Linked DNA regions of Drosophila melanogaster: regions 1 and 2 are each linked to region 3. The links are chromatin contacts, called in public Hi-C and targeted proximity ligation maps. All regions are on one chromosome and are shown on one strand. The core of a region is the stretch at or near the end of the contact, and the rest is flanking DNA. Distances in the headings are between cores, read along the strand shown. Region 1 holds the start of CG34155. Region 2 overlaps tmod (tropomodulin). Region 3 holds the start of PH4alphaEFB (prolyl-4-hydroxylase-alpha EFB).

Region 1 (4,525 bases), core at 716-3,215, 94 kb before region 3:
GCGTGGCTGTGGGGCAGAACGTGATGCGCAGACAAATAGAAGACGTCATAAAAATGCCATTGTAAGTAGTTGAGCATTCTTTTTTTTTGGCTTTCGCTGGCATTGTGACAGGAGGTTTCAGCCGCTAGTTGTTGTTGCTGATATCCTTGCAGGCTGTTATCCTTATTGCTGCCCTGTTTGTTGCTGTTGCTGCTGGTGTGGCAAATCGACAAAAGGCACGCAAAGGAGGCAGAAACTCATTTCACTTGTGTCGAAAAGATAAATGCGAAGCGCTTAAAAAAGCAATTACCGCATAAATTGCGCTACAACGCGGTATGGCATATACAGGCGGCCCTCGGTACAGTGGAACAGCCCCCCCCCCCCCCCAAATTACACCCCCTACCAGCCTGCCCCCCTTCTGTTTGTGCACAGGATGCGGCGCATAAAACTTGCCACAAAAGACAGTCCTTCCTCGGCGGCTTTTTCACAAAACAAACGTTGGCAACACGCGAAAAACATGCAAAATGCATTGGGGAATTCGGTGGGTTGGGGGGCTGGCGGGGCTTTTATCGAGGGGAGTCCGGCTTAATTGAAAAATCAATAGTGGAGGGCCCCCCGCACTCGCTCACTAAACTCGCGTAAATCAAGTTAAAAATCGCAGCAATCAAAGCACCTGAAGCGCAATAAAAACTCATTAAAACGGTACTCAACATGCACTGCACAAAATTGACTCATTCAAATTATATGCAAAAATATATGGTTGAAATGGTACTTTGCATTTTTGAATAAATGCTGCATTCTAAATAAGACAATGATTTGTTAAAACCTAATGTTTTTTTTCAGTGTTCTTGCAGGATACTGTGACGATTGGGGGCCAGGTGCTTTGTCCGGACTCTGGACTACGGACTACGGTTACCGCCACGGCCGTACGCCGAAATTGGATTTGAACAAATTACAACACATCGATTTCTCATTAGAGGAGGGGATATGGAAGGGAAACCGGGGGGAAATCTGAAAAAAGGAGATGAAGGAAGCCGAAGCTGCGACATTTGATGGCGACAGAAATCACTTAAAGGGAAAATTTAATTGACTCGACTGCGGAAGTCAGCTGCCAATTTGTTGGCCATGCCCCACTGGCACAGGAAATTTCGTCGACTTCCTGATTTAAATAATAACAAACTGTGCCGATGTCTGCTTGAGGCGCCCCCCATCCCCATCCTCGCTACACGGCATCCTGTAAGTCTAAAGTCTTGCTTGTCACGCCAACTGACGGCAGGGAAGCCCCCTTCCGCCACGCCCCCGACTTCCCTGTGCCGAGAACATGATTGGCGTCATCAGCGAAGGATCTGCAAAACGATATAGATATAGATATAGAGGGGGTGCCAACGTTGGTTTTGGTCATCGTTTGCCTGCCGGCTTAGTTGAGTGTCAATATTTGTGCTCCCCTGCGTGGGCGGTGTTTGTTTGCGGGGCGTGGCACTACAGGCCATGGCAAATTAAAATGTTTGCCTTATGATGCGGCTGGAAATATAAACATGACAGGGCGGAAGGCTGTGCAAACGAGATGGAATTTTGGGGTAGTCCTTCTAGTAACCGACAAATCGATTTGAAAAGGGGTTTTCATAAATAGTATTCGAAGGTAATTTTAGTTTTTTGATAATCCATCTGAAATTTATGTTGCCAGAAAGGCTTTGTATTGGGCAGTGCAATTTCGATCACCACTCGGTGAGTTGCAGCGACAGTCCACAAGGATGTGCCAGGATGTGCAATGCCATCGCCCACTTGTTCCTTGTTTTTCTGCCTGTTGACTGAGAACTCTTTGCATTTGTTGAACAACAATTTCCGGCCGACAGGACGAGCGACGAGCCGAGTGGCCAGCCGAAGCGAGGCTCAACTGGTGAGGTTTTCCGAGGCAGTCCGAAGGATAAAGGACGAAGCCGGAGCCACGAACTGCTATAAGAAGCGGCTTCCATCGGCTGAAAGCCAGAGTCGCGTCAGCAACGTCGAACTGAAAACAACGCGACTTTTGGACGGGAAAAGCGAATGCTAAGCGCAAACGACGAAATATCACGCATACGCCGCGTTGGACCGAAAAGAATTGCAAGTGAAGTGATATAAAAAGAAACTGAGGGAAAAGAGTTTACGCCTTGGCTCGTTAGTGGATTTTTTGCCTTTTTGGGCAGTTTACGAGCGGCTCAGCATAAATTGGTAACGTGTACATCCTTTTTTTCGGCGGTTGGAGGGACATAATGTTGCTCATAAAAGTGCGTGAGCTGGGAGTATTTGTCCATGAATGGAATCCCGGCCAGAAGACTCATGAATGAAGCTGCAGAGCCAACTGCTAGTGATTTATGCCGCGGGCTTGTCTGGCATTGCTGCTTTAATTATATGACAGCGGGAACTTTTTACTCTGCTGTGGGCATTTATGAACGCCAAGCACGCAGAAATGCAAATGGAACCGCAGAAATTGGACACGTGTGTGTGTGTGTGGCAACATAAGGATAACACCGAAACACCGCAGGACATTTAACACTTCATTGACTTTTGTGGCCCCTTCTTGACTCACCGACCGTCCGACTGACTGACTGACTGCTAACATTCGACATTCCTGTGCAAAGTTTCATTTGCATTTCGTGTGCGCCGCCAGTGAAAATTAATGGCCGCAATGCCTTGGCAAGTTTTCCCTTTTTCGCCTTGCCAATTTGTTTGGCTTCGAACTCTTTAATAAGTTTGCCAGGCGCCGCAAAACTTTTGCCAGCGGCGCAAATTCTTGCCTGTGCCCAACTCCTCTGACAACCTTTGACCCTTTTCACACACACACACACACACACATGCATAAACAGAGGCACACGTGTGCGTGCTGCCATGTTGCCATGGGTGTTTGATCCTTGGGCTTTGACATCTAATTTATGAAGCGCTCGAAAATCCAAGAGGAGACACACATTTCCGCTCCACGCAACAGGCTGCAAGCTGCTCCTTCCCCGGGGACTCGTTTATTAGGGGGTATCACGCAGTCGTTTGGTTTTATTTACTACTTTTTTACTGCACAACTGCGACTGAAATAATAGTGCTGTTAAGTTGGTTTAATGGCTTGTGACCACAGAGCAATAAATAAAGTTTGGTGATGATTTCGTTTGAGAGAGAAATTAAAATGAATTGAAATTAAAATAAGATAGATTGTTTAATCTCATATAATCTCATTAGTTGTATTTCTGAGGTGCCGAACAAAGTGTGTGCTATTTACTTAGATATTTTTCTCGTTTCTCTTAGACTGGAGGCTAAAAATAAACAGCTTAAGGAAGAACAAATCCCAATGGCCATTTGCCACCAGCTCCCCACTTACTTTCACCGCCCAGGCCCTTTTCTTTTCATTTTCCTCCTGACCTTAAGTTATGCTGGAAAAGGGGGCCGTGGCAGCTGCGTCACATTCCTCAGCTTGTTAGATTTGTTGCCCCGCCGAAACTTTTTTAATGAGTTTCATAATCTTTGATGCGCTTCGCTTTGTTTCAACTGCCCGCCCCTTCGTCCTTTCGCAAGTTGGCCTAATGATGTGCGAGCCACGGAATGTGGCAGCGTCCTTTTCAAAATTGTTTTTCTTCTTTCGGGGGAACGCAGGACATAGGACATAGAACGTGGGGCAGAGAGTTCCAGGGGTCGAGCACTAAAACTTATTCAGCGACTGCCTCGAATGCGATAAGCGTTTAATTGAAAGAGGCCCCAGGACTTTTGGGGCGGCAAAAGGGTCCGGATTTCAGCTGCGATGTCCGTTCCAGGTCGCCGGATGCCTGATGATTGCAGTTGGCAGCTTGCAGTTTGCATTTCAATCCACGAATGCAGCTCAAAAACTCATGACCGCATAGCCTTTTTTGAATGAATAGGGAGTAAGTGCACTTGGCAAAATGGATCGTGCTTTAAAACTGGTGGATTCATTTTTGCCATGGGTTGCACTCAGCAATATTTTATAATATTTTATATTAGTTTAGGAGATACGTCTCTCTCAATTAACATACATTTTTTTTAACAAGGCCAATCGGATTAAATTCGGCCAGAATACTTAAATTATTTCAGGTGCAACTTTTAGTTTCACTCGTAGATTTTGATCCTTTTTCGCAACTGAAATGCAATTTGGCTTAAATTATTTCCCCACTAATTGAGAGCGTTTCGAGTGGATTCGAGTGGAAGTTGAGAATGCAGCGGGAAGAGGCTTTCAAAGGGGAATTCCGAGGGGCAGGTCAAAGGGTCGGGTCGAGTGGCATGCATTCCGAGCACATGTTGCTCATGTGGAAACCTCTCCTTTTCCATTTCCCACTTGCCATTTAAATCTGGAAATCTAATTCCCTTTGTGACGGCTCGTTTTAAATTAAATTTGTTTAATTTCCATGCCACGTACTGCGAGCTACGAGCTACTAGCCCTGCCTCCTTTTTTTTTTGCCAACATATTGGGCAACATGGCGAGTACAAATGCGCAACAAAGGGGGAAAAAACATCAGTGGCATCTGGCAACAAGAAATGCAATTGTGCAACGCATCCTTGAATCCATCTTCCA
Region 2 (4,381 bases), core at 1,478-3,977, 76 kb before region 3:
TTCGGCTGTGAAGTGTGTGTGAGTGTGTTCGTGAGTGTTTGGGTGTGCCGCCTCACTCCCACCTGATTCATAGTTTTAGCTGAGTGACCACACTGCTTTCAAGGTAAATCATTTCCGATTTAGGCGTGGGGAAGGTGAGTTCACCGCTCGCAAGGTGGGTTTTAAAGTTTGAATGGAAAAGAGACCTCACCCTATCCACTTGTAATGATTTGGATAATTTAATTTCTAGGAATTCGCCTTAAGTAATTCAGGTAAATATGTATATACTTTCCAAGCCAGTGGAGTCAGTCAGGCATTCGAGCAATTCACAAAGGAAATCCAAGTCAGAAAGTTCGTCTGTATCAAAGGCCAAATAATGGTTACAAGGGATATAAGAGCGAATCCCAGGACTTTCCTCGCCCACCAAAATCCCCTCGTTATTCGCTTCTGCGGAGGAATGTTTGGCTCGCCTGACCATGTGCCTGTCTACGCCCCATAAATAATGTTTAATTTTATATATGTTTCTTTCCGAGCCATTAAAATTATGTAGGTTATAATTTAAATAATCAAACACAAAGAACGCCAGAGAGAGAAACATCAAATGGAAGGCAGAAATGTTGCTAAAGAATTTCACCTCGTCTGGGGTCGCCCTCCCGAAAAACACTGCTACATATAGTAGAGAAAAGCGGAGAGCACCGAGTGTTCGGTGGATTATTTATAGATTTTGTTATTGTCAAAGTGTGCTGGTGAGTCTTTCAACGAGGGGGAGGGGGAGGGGGACCGAAAAACAAGTTCAGGGATTATGGGATGGACCTACCAAGTCCATCAATGAATCAATTTCTGCTGGGGCCCACATTTAAAGATATTATGCGAACTAATTTTTTAAGTTGTTCAGCTTACATCTATAGTTCACCACTATAACCTATATTTTAATCAATTTCGGGTAAGGTCTCTAAATACAAATATAGACATATTGCATATATATGTGAACGATAAATTCAGTTTTTGGCCAAAATATCGGAAATAATGGTCAAAAAATTGAACTGCATATCTCATTTTACTCCTAATTAAATTCCCAATCAATAAATGTTCAAATTTAAAAATTTTAATTTTTTGCCATTTTTTGCAAATTTTGATGATGTAACCCCTTATAAAAATTGAAAAATTTGAAAAAAATTTTTTTTTTCCTAATTTGTCCAAATGTTTTACGGCGTGAAAGAATTGGTAATTAGATGCAAAAAAAAGTTATCTATTTAGCTATATGACCATTTTTAGTCAAGTAATGGCAAAAAAACCGCTGTACGCATGCATTTTTTGTTGAAACACGTTTACCTTATCTTCCCATAAAAATATTCAGTTTTATGTACAATTATATAAATAAAACCCTTTGATTAGGCTCCCTTACAAATGTATGCATTCGAAAATATCTTTTCTATAGAGTCCATTAAAGACATGTCCATAAAATGAGCATCAGGCGTTGACAACCATAAAAATGACAGAAATATATAAACCCGGAGGCCGAAAGATTCAGCTTTGCCTTTTGATTTTCAATTTGCATTTAACGAGCTGTTCGAGTGGTTTCTCCTGCAGGCGTTTGTTCTTGCATGTTGGACTCGTGTAAATTAATAATTTTTCCCAATTTATTTGGTCCCTGCTAATGGCCAGTTGATTTATGGCCTGGGACCCGAAGTCATCTGACGTTTTTATGGATGTTTGTCCCCTGGCTATATGCATTTCTGATTGCGGCTAATAGTTTTTGGACAGTGGGTAGTATATTACACAAACGCACTTTGAAATTATCACAAGATTGAAAAAGACTGCAAGTCATATTTGGTTAAATTGGCTATGAAAAGAAGGAGAAATTCAAACTACACATTATTTGAGTGAATAACAATTTGATTAATTGTTACAAATGTTCCAAGTAGTAAACGCTCTCTTTCGAAGAACGTTTCGAAAGCTGTCGTGTGTCGAATATCAATCATACGCCCCGTTGAGCGCTCCCAGAATCGAAGCTGTGTGTTTTCGAGAAGTGTGGCCCAGAATAGCTGAGGCGAGCCGATTTAGCAATCAAATTGCAGTTGTTCACATGTCGCAGCGTTTAAATGTCGTCGCCCACTTCCGGGATCAGTTTTTCCTTTTCTCTGCTGGGCTTTCCACCTCCCCAAGCTATTTTTTGGGGGCAGACAACTAATTAGAGAGGCACATGTGGCGATCAACTTCGCTCGGACTTGCAGTTGGTCGCGCATTTCAATTTTATTTCTATTCATTGATTTTCTGTTCACTGGCTCTTTGTGTTTTCTCGGTTCCCTCTATTGCAAAACCATCGACAATATCGCCGAATGCATTCGACCAGCGGCGGGGAAAACGAGCAAGCGGGGAAAATCGTTTTAGTGAAAATAAATTGAAAATCTTTTGGAACATATTTTGTATGTTGTGATAGATTGCGAGCATTTTCAGCTGTCAGCCATCTCTGTTTGTAGAACATGCACATATGTGGGTGTTTGTTTGCCTTCTGCTTTGCTTGCTCGCCATTTCACTCGATTCCTTTGCATATCCGCAGTATTCGCTGACTTTGCTTTGTTTGTTCTGCTGGTTCTGCTTGGAGTCTGGAGAATCTGGAGAAGATTGGGGTGTCAGGCTGGGAAAATAGAAAGGGAAACCGAGGAGACGGGCAAGAAAATTCCCTGGCATACGTAAAAGTTGCACTCCCTTTTGGATATTAATAACTGAAGAGCAGCCTTTTCATTGCATACTTTCAGGATCAGCGTTTTGATAAGTGACCAGAATAACCGAAATTATCACGGCATCATAAATAATAGAGTTAACAATAAGTTAATTATTCATTGGAATGAAATTAATTTGCTTCGCGTTGTGAAGAGAAAATTAAATAAAATAAATCAGCGCTCTTGAACCAAAAGTAGCAAGTTATTAACATGCGTAATTAAATCCATTACTGAAACATGGCAATTCAGATTTTGTGTAATATGGGACCAAGCAAAAAGCATGCATAAACAAAATGATAAATTAAATGTATAACCACAATTCAGAAAGTACAATTTCAATAAAAAATTGTAAAACTATGCCCGAGGCTAATCGTTTTTATCTTTGGCAACCAGTTTTCCTTTAATGAAATACTTTCTTCTGCACTAAACAAGAGCATAAAATCTTCGTTTTATTGCTTATAAACAGGTTCATGTGTCTGTTTCCTATTCTTTTCCCCATTTGCATGGCGCGTTTTGATTGATTGCGCGAACGCTGCATGCTGAACAAGACAATGGGGAAATGGCGCTGGGAAATGATTTTCCGAAATGTTCAAACCATCCAACGCGCTGGGGCTGGGGATTGGGGACTGGGTGTTGCGGGTGGGAAAATATTCATGACAGCTGCAGCTGTGGGTGGCCGTGGGCGGGAAGTTGGTCGTTGTGTGTGAAAATCTGGTCAGTGCGTGGGAACTGCAGTGACCGTAGTCTGAATTTAATCAATCTAATGCATTCAGCCCCAAACACCACACAAAACACCCAAAGTCATTGGGGAGCACTCATCAAATTAACACCTCAAAATCTCAATCGCTCATGGGGCGCTCTGATTAAATAAGAATAAAGCTGGAGGTAAAATTGCAGGTAAAAATTTTGATTAAGACAATGTGCATTAGCTTGAGAGTAAATATATATACATTTCTTGATTAGAGCCGAGTAGCAGGGATAAACAAGAAAACAAAAGCTATTCGAGGAAAAGTCGGAAAAACTGCACAGAAACTGCAAGGTTAGATATAAATATTTGCAAGTCACGTCATCAGCAAGTATGAAGTATGAAGGAAAAAATATTCATATTAAAATCTGCTAAAATGAAAACAATAAAAAAATAAATAATAGTAATATACTGTTCATAATATTTAATATTAATTTAAAAAGGAATTTTTTCACCGCTTTTATATATTTTTGAATATTTCTTCCAGCGTTTTTCCGAGCTGCCTAAGCGATCCTCTGCGAAGGAGACCGCAAACTGCTTAGCCAAATTGCTAATAAGCCAACACAAAGCACAAACATCAAGATGATGGGCCAAAGGGGCGGGGCAGGGGGCGGTTGAGGCAACAATGGCCGACGGCAGATAAAGAAGTGTGTCGATAGCAGCTAAGCGTACAAGTAATAAAGGAAAACTCCGAGCGGGAAAGGGGGCGGCAGTCGTCGTTTATTTTTAAACATATTGAAAAGGCAAGAAGAAGCGGTTAAGTTAAGGCATCGGTCGAACCGAATGAAAACAATTTTATTAAGTGAAAAATACGATGGCAGAAAACAACCCGCAGCCAAAATAAACAGACCAAAGCCAAGGCAAGCAAAAGAGGAAAAAGGCAGCCAGAAAAGCGGGCGACCGAAGCGGAGTCCTTGGCAGTGGGAAACCCAAC
Region 3 (4,266 bases), core at 30-2,529:
AATCATCCAAACCAGAGTCTAATTGGTTAAGTATTTCCAATTAGACAAGAAATATCCCGCTAATAAGAGCGGCTAAATGAGGTTTGTGTCCGTGCTAAATAGGAGTCACTTCAACTGGGTTTTAATCATAGACATTTACCAGGTACATTATGTTATATATGTTATACATTTAAAAAAGGATTCTGTTATATAAAGAGTAACTTTATTACCCTTTAAAGTAATTGTATCCTCTTTACAAACAGGTTTGAAAACAGTTTAATAAACTGGTTATTTTTAAGTCACTGATTGACTACCTAATATTACTTATTCATGTAATTTGCTACTGAAATGTATAGTTAAAGGAAGAAAACAATTTGTTTCAAATCTATTGATTCCTTGCTGAACTAGGCCATCCTTTTTCGCACAGTTGGCAACGCAGTGTTTATACCCTTTGCATTGGAAGATGAAGTGCACGGGAAACGAGACCAAAACAAATGCCTACAATTGACTACGTGACTGCGGCACTTCCTTCTTTTCGCCCCCTGATCATCATTATATAAACACACCCAGACGGACGTAAAAAGTACATATACACATTGACGCCTATGCCGCACAGACTTTTTCGAGTCCAGATATTTAGAGGCTTATCGCCAGCGGAGATGGAGGAGGAGGGAGGAGCATCAGCAGTAGGAAATGGGGAATATGTGGGGGCAAAAAGCGGTCAATTGAATCGCCATGTGGTGACAACAAGTGCATATAGAATAGTATGTGAACACTCAAATCAGTTTAGTTTTTTTGTCACAGCGCAGCAGAGCATTTCTCTCTAATCAAAATCGAATATTCAATTTAGATGGCCCACATTCCCGTCATTCAAGTAAAAAGACTCGATTATTGTTATCAGTGCACGACGGATGCCGGCAGGAGGAACACGTCAGAAGTTCTAGAAAATGTATCTGTGGAATTTCTTTAATTTACCCTGTGTTTCTTATGCGAACTTGTTGCTGGATCTCAATGGATGTCAATGAAACTGGCCGCCTTCTTTGTTTACAATTCAACGAGAACACCTCGATTGCATTGCCCACCCGCACTTCGTATCTTATAGATACATTTTATGCACTCTAACTGGAAGCACACAAATCACGTTTGTTTTAGATATTTTCGTTTAGACTCGAATTTAAGGATTGTTTTCTCTGGTCCCCCGAGGAGTAAATTCCCTTTTTCACAGTTTTGACTACAAAAATATAATTTGTGTTTCTGTTTAATTCGCGTGCGCGCGCCGAGAAATACCGACTGGAACTGATTTTGTTTTGCTGCCGCCTCGAATATAGATAAATACCGACTTCCAGATCCAGAAAGAGAGAGAATTTCTGGTTTCTGTTTCGAATTTAAGAGAAGAGCACCAATTTCGAATTTCGAAGTTCAATTTAATACCACAAAAGAGAAAAAGAGTTGAAAGAGAGAAACTTGTACAGCATTGTGGATTTCATTCGAACAGCTGTTTGCGGATCGTATATGGTGGCGGGCAATTTGAATTGTAATTGGTAAAAAGGTGAAGCAATGTCAAAAGACTACTAGAACAGCCATTTCGATCAAAATTAAAAACACTTCTCCTTAGTTTCAACATAATTTGGCATCTTTTTTATTCGCGTTTGCAAAAATAAAGCTTTTCCTTCGTCACTTACAAATGGTAAATAAATACATGGATTCAGTGTTGATTTTGTTTTTGATGGGCCCTACAACTGTCTGGCCAGGAATATTTATAAAATCACTCCACACGGATATCTAATCCTAGTCCTCCTTAACGGTGAAGGAATGCGTGAGTCCCTCGTAGGGATACTTTCCGCCCAGGATGTACTTGTACTCCCCGGAATGGCGAATGCGATATTCCCCGGGAAGAGTCTGCGGACTGATGTCCCAGTAGATGTCCATTTCGCTGAAGCCCAGGATCGTATTGGTTCGGTGCCAGACCATTCTGAAAAGTAACGATTTTATTAAGTACCAACATTTATAACCTCAAGCTGGCGCTTCCTACTTGGTCTCCCAGCTGGCATCCGTATAGGCCACCTTCCAGCGATCCTCGTTGATCTTTCGCTCAATGGTGAAGTAGGTTTTCTCGGTGAAGAGGTTGTTACGCGGATTTCCGGATATGTAGGTGACCTTCACCGTCTCGTTGATGCCGTACTCCTTGTTGGGCTGCGACTTCACGTAGCCAAAGTCGGTGTTTATGGGATGTCCGTCGAAGAGAACCCCGGTGTTCAGCGATAGCATCACATCATTCATGTACGGCGGACTTGGACCCGCATCCACGGTCTCATTACGCATCATGGCCTTGGTCAGGCGTTCGAAGACGTCCATGTAAATGGAGTGGGTATGGGGACCGAAGATCGTGGAGGCGGCCTCGTAACGCTGCGCCTGGTACTCCTCCGGGGTCACCGTGTAGCTGGTGTATATGTTGGTCAGTCCGGCGATGATTACCTCGGTGTCGATGCCTCCGACGGCGGAGGCAGCTGCTCGAATCTGGTTTCGCAGACGACGTCCTGCCATTGTGGTGAACTCGCAGGGCACGGCGGCTATGATCACATCGCCGATCTTTAGTAGCTGATCCGAGACAATCTTTGGCTGCCACTCATAGGGAAAGGTGGCCTTAAATATGGATAATGTACATGTTAGATATGCTTAAAGTGCACTTAGATTTTTAAATAACAGTTGCGCATTAAGTGATGACCTATAGCCTGGCTATAACTACCTTACCTTGATTTTTATGAGCTGACAACTAATTTGCGTAACGTTTCAGTTTAATTACCCCACTTAAATGTGCATTATAAAAACAAAATCCACTACATAAATTTATGTATTCTATTCCAAAATTGGTATTTTGTTCCTTTGCACTATTAAACACATTTAAATTTATTTTCTGATGCACACAACACTCAACAAAGTTCCAAACAAATGGAATGATTTTTGTGCTGCATACCTTTAGGCAATTTCAGAAATTCTTTTAAAATCGCTATTGTTTTTTTTCAGACTTGCTTTTTAGTTAATAATAATTGATTAATGGAAAAACTCACCCTGCCGGTGGCCAGAAGAATGGGCTTGGGCTCATGGCACTTGATGTCCTCCTGCGTGGGAGCAGCGATGAAGTCGCGCACAAAGTTCCACATGGGGTTGTCCGTGGTGGTTCCCTGCTCGAAGCTGAAGGCTCCAGGTCCATCGGTGGTACCAGCAGCAAAGCTATAGCCCATGGCCGGCTGACATCCCCTGATCTTGTCGACCTTCCTGCTCAGCGGATTGTAGGTGCTGCCATTGTAGTTGGGCATGTCCACAAACTGGTGGATGAACCTCACATCTCCAGTGACCTCCCGTGCCGTGGACTCCTGGCTCTGTTCGTTGAGCAGTCCCAGAGCAGCATCCGCCAGACGTTGACCCAAGATCTGGGTGCTTTCGAACATATCCTTACCGGGTCCGGAGGCAAAGCAATCTCCCTCGCCAGTGGGACAACGGGAGGTCAGTAGATCACACTCATTGCCGGAGATCGAGCACTTGGGACCCATTATATTGGGGGACACATCGCCAAGGTTGGATGAGCAGAAGGCACCCACGAACTTGCCCTTTCCGGGCATCTTGTTCGGATTGTACTCCTTTTCCAGGAGCAGGGCGGCATAACCCACATTGTCGCTGGTCACCAGTCTGTTGGTATTGTTCATGGAGGTGGCATGCACCGCATACCAGTTGAAAGCGCCCAGGAGGTTGTTTTCCAGGTCGACAAATCGCAGCTGGGTCAGTGTCTTATCCGTATCGTGCTCGTATTGGGCACGCTCCTCGGCGGGATTCCTCAAGTAGGATGAGGGCGAACGATTGATGTTAACATTTAGCACAGTAGTTTTGGACAGCAAGATGCGACCATCCACCAGGTTGTCCGTCGCCCTTTTGATGCACTATTATATAAATTAGTTATTTCGTTTCCGTACAAATTCAGTTGAATGTCAAAACCCACCAGATACAGTCCCTGAGCCATCACCTCAAACGTCTGAGGCACAAAGCCCAGAATGGAGATGTCATAGAGCAGATGCATCAGGAATCCGCCAGGAGCACCGTGCGTGTGGGTGCCACTGATGGCCACATTATCATTGTGGTAGATGTTGCCATAACGTGCCTGGAGTCGTTTTATCACCTCCCTCTTCAATCCGTAGCCCATCATTCCGGCATCTGCGCTCACGAAGGCCACTCGGTTGCCCTTTTCATCCTCCACCACAAAGGCACGGGCAAAGACACGGGTGTGGATGCCAC

The links. A called contact is a pair of places that touch in the nucleus more often than the background predicts.
Region 1: a contact with region 3 is called in a targeted proximity ligation map of the Kc167 cell line, with 5 times the contacts expected there. A contact is called at or near these places in 30 of 107 Hi-C or Micro-C datasets (the Clone 8 cell line, the D17-c3 cell line, the Kc167 cell line and 12 more) and 4 of 7 datasets of targeted methods (the Kc167 cell line and the S2 cell line).
Region 2: a contact with region 3 is called in a Hi-C map of the Kc167 cell line, with 4 times the contacts expected there. A contact is called at or near these places in 24 of 107 Hi-C or Micro-C datasets (the Clone 8 cell line, the Kc167 cell line, the S2 cell line and 10 more) and 1 of 7 datasets of targeted methods (the Kc167 cell line).

The regions. Positions count from the first base shown.
Region 1 is chr3R:30,557,639-30,562,163 of dm6, reverse strand. It overlaps CG34155, which reads left to right and starts at 1,965. Exons shown (of 2, transcript NM_001043313.1): 1 at 1,965-2,187. All of the region lies in intron 2 of tmod (tropomodulin), which reads right to left.
Region 2 is chr3R:30,540,652-30,545,032 of dm6, reverse strand. The region is part of intron 2 of tmod (tropomodulin); the gene reads right to left. Among named protein-coding and RNA genes, the nearest start is that of tmod, 10 kb to the right of the region's middle.
Region 3 is chr3R:30,463,063-30,467,328 of dm6, reverse strand. PH4alphaEFB (prolyl-4-hydroxylase-alpha EFB) reads right to left here and starts at 1,279. Exons shown (of 9, transcript NM_170492.2): 1 at 955-1,279. CDase (Ceramidase) reads right to left here. Exons shown (of 6, transcript NM_001276180.1): 3 at 3,974-4,266; 4 at 3,048-3,914; 5 at 2,012-2,622; 6 at 1,593-1,951. The coding sequence ends at 1,768.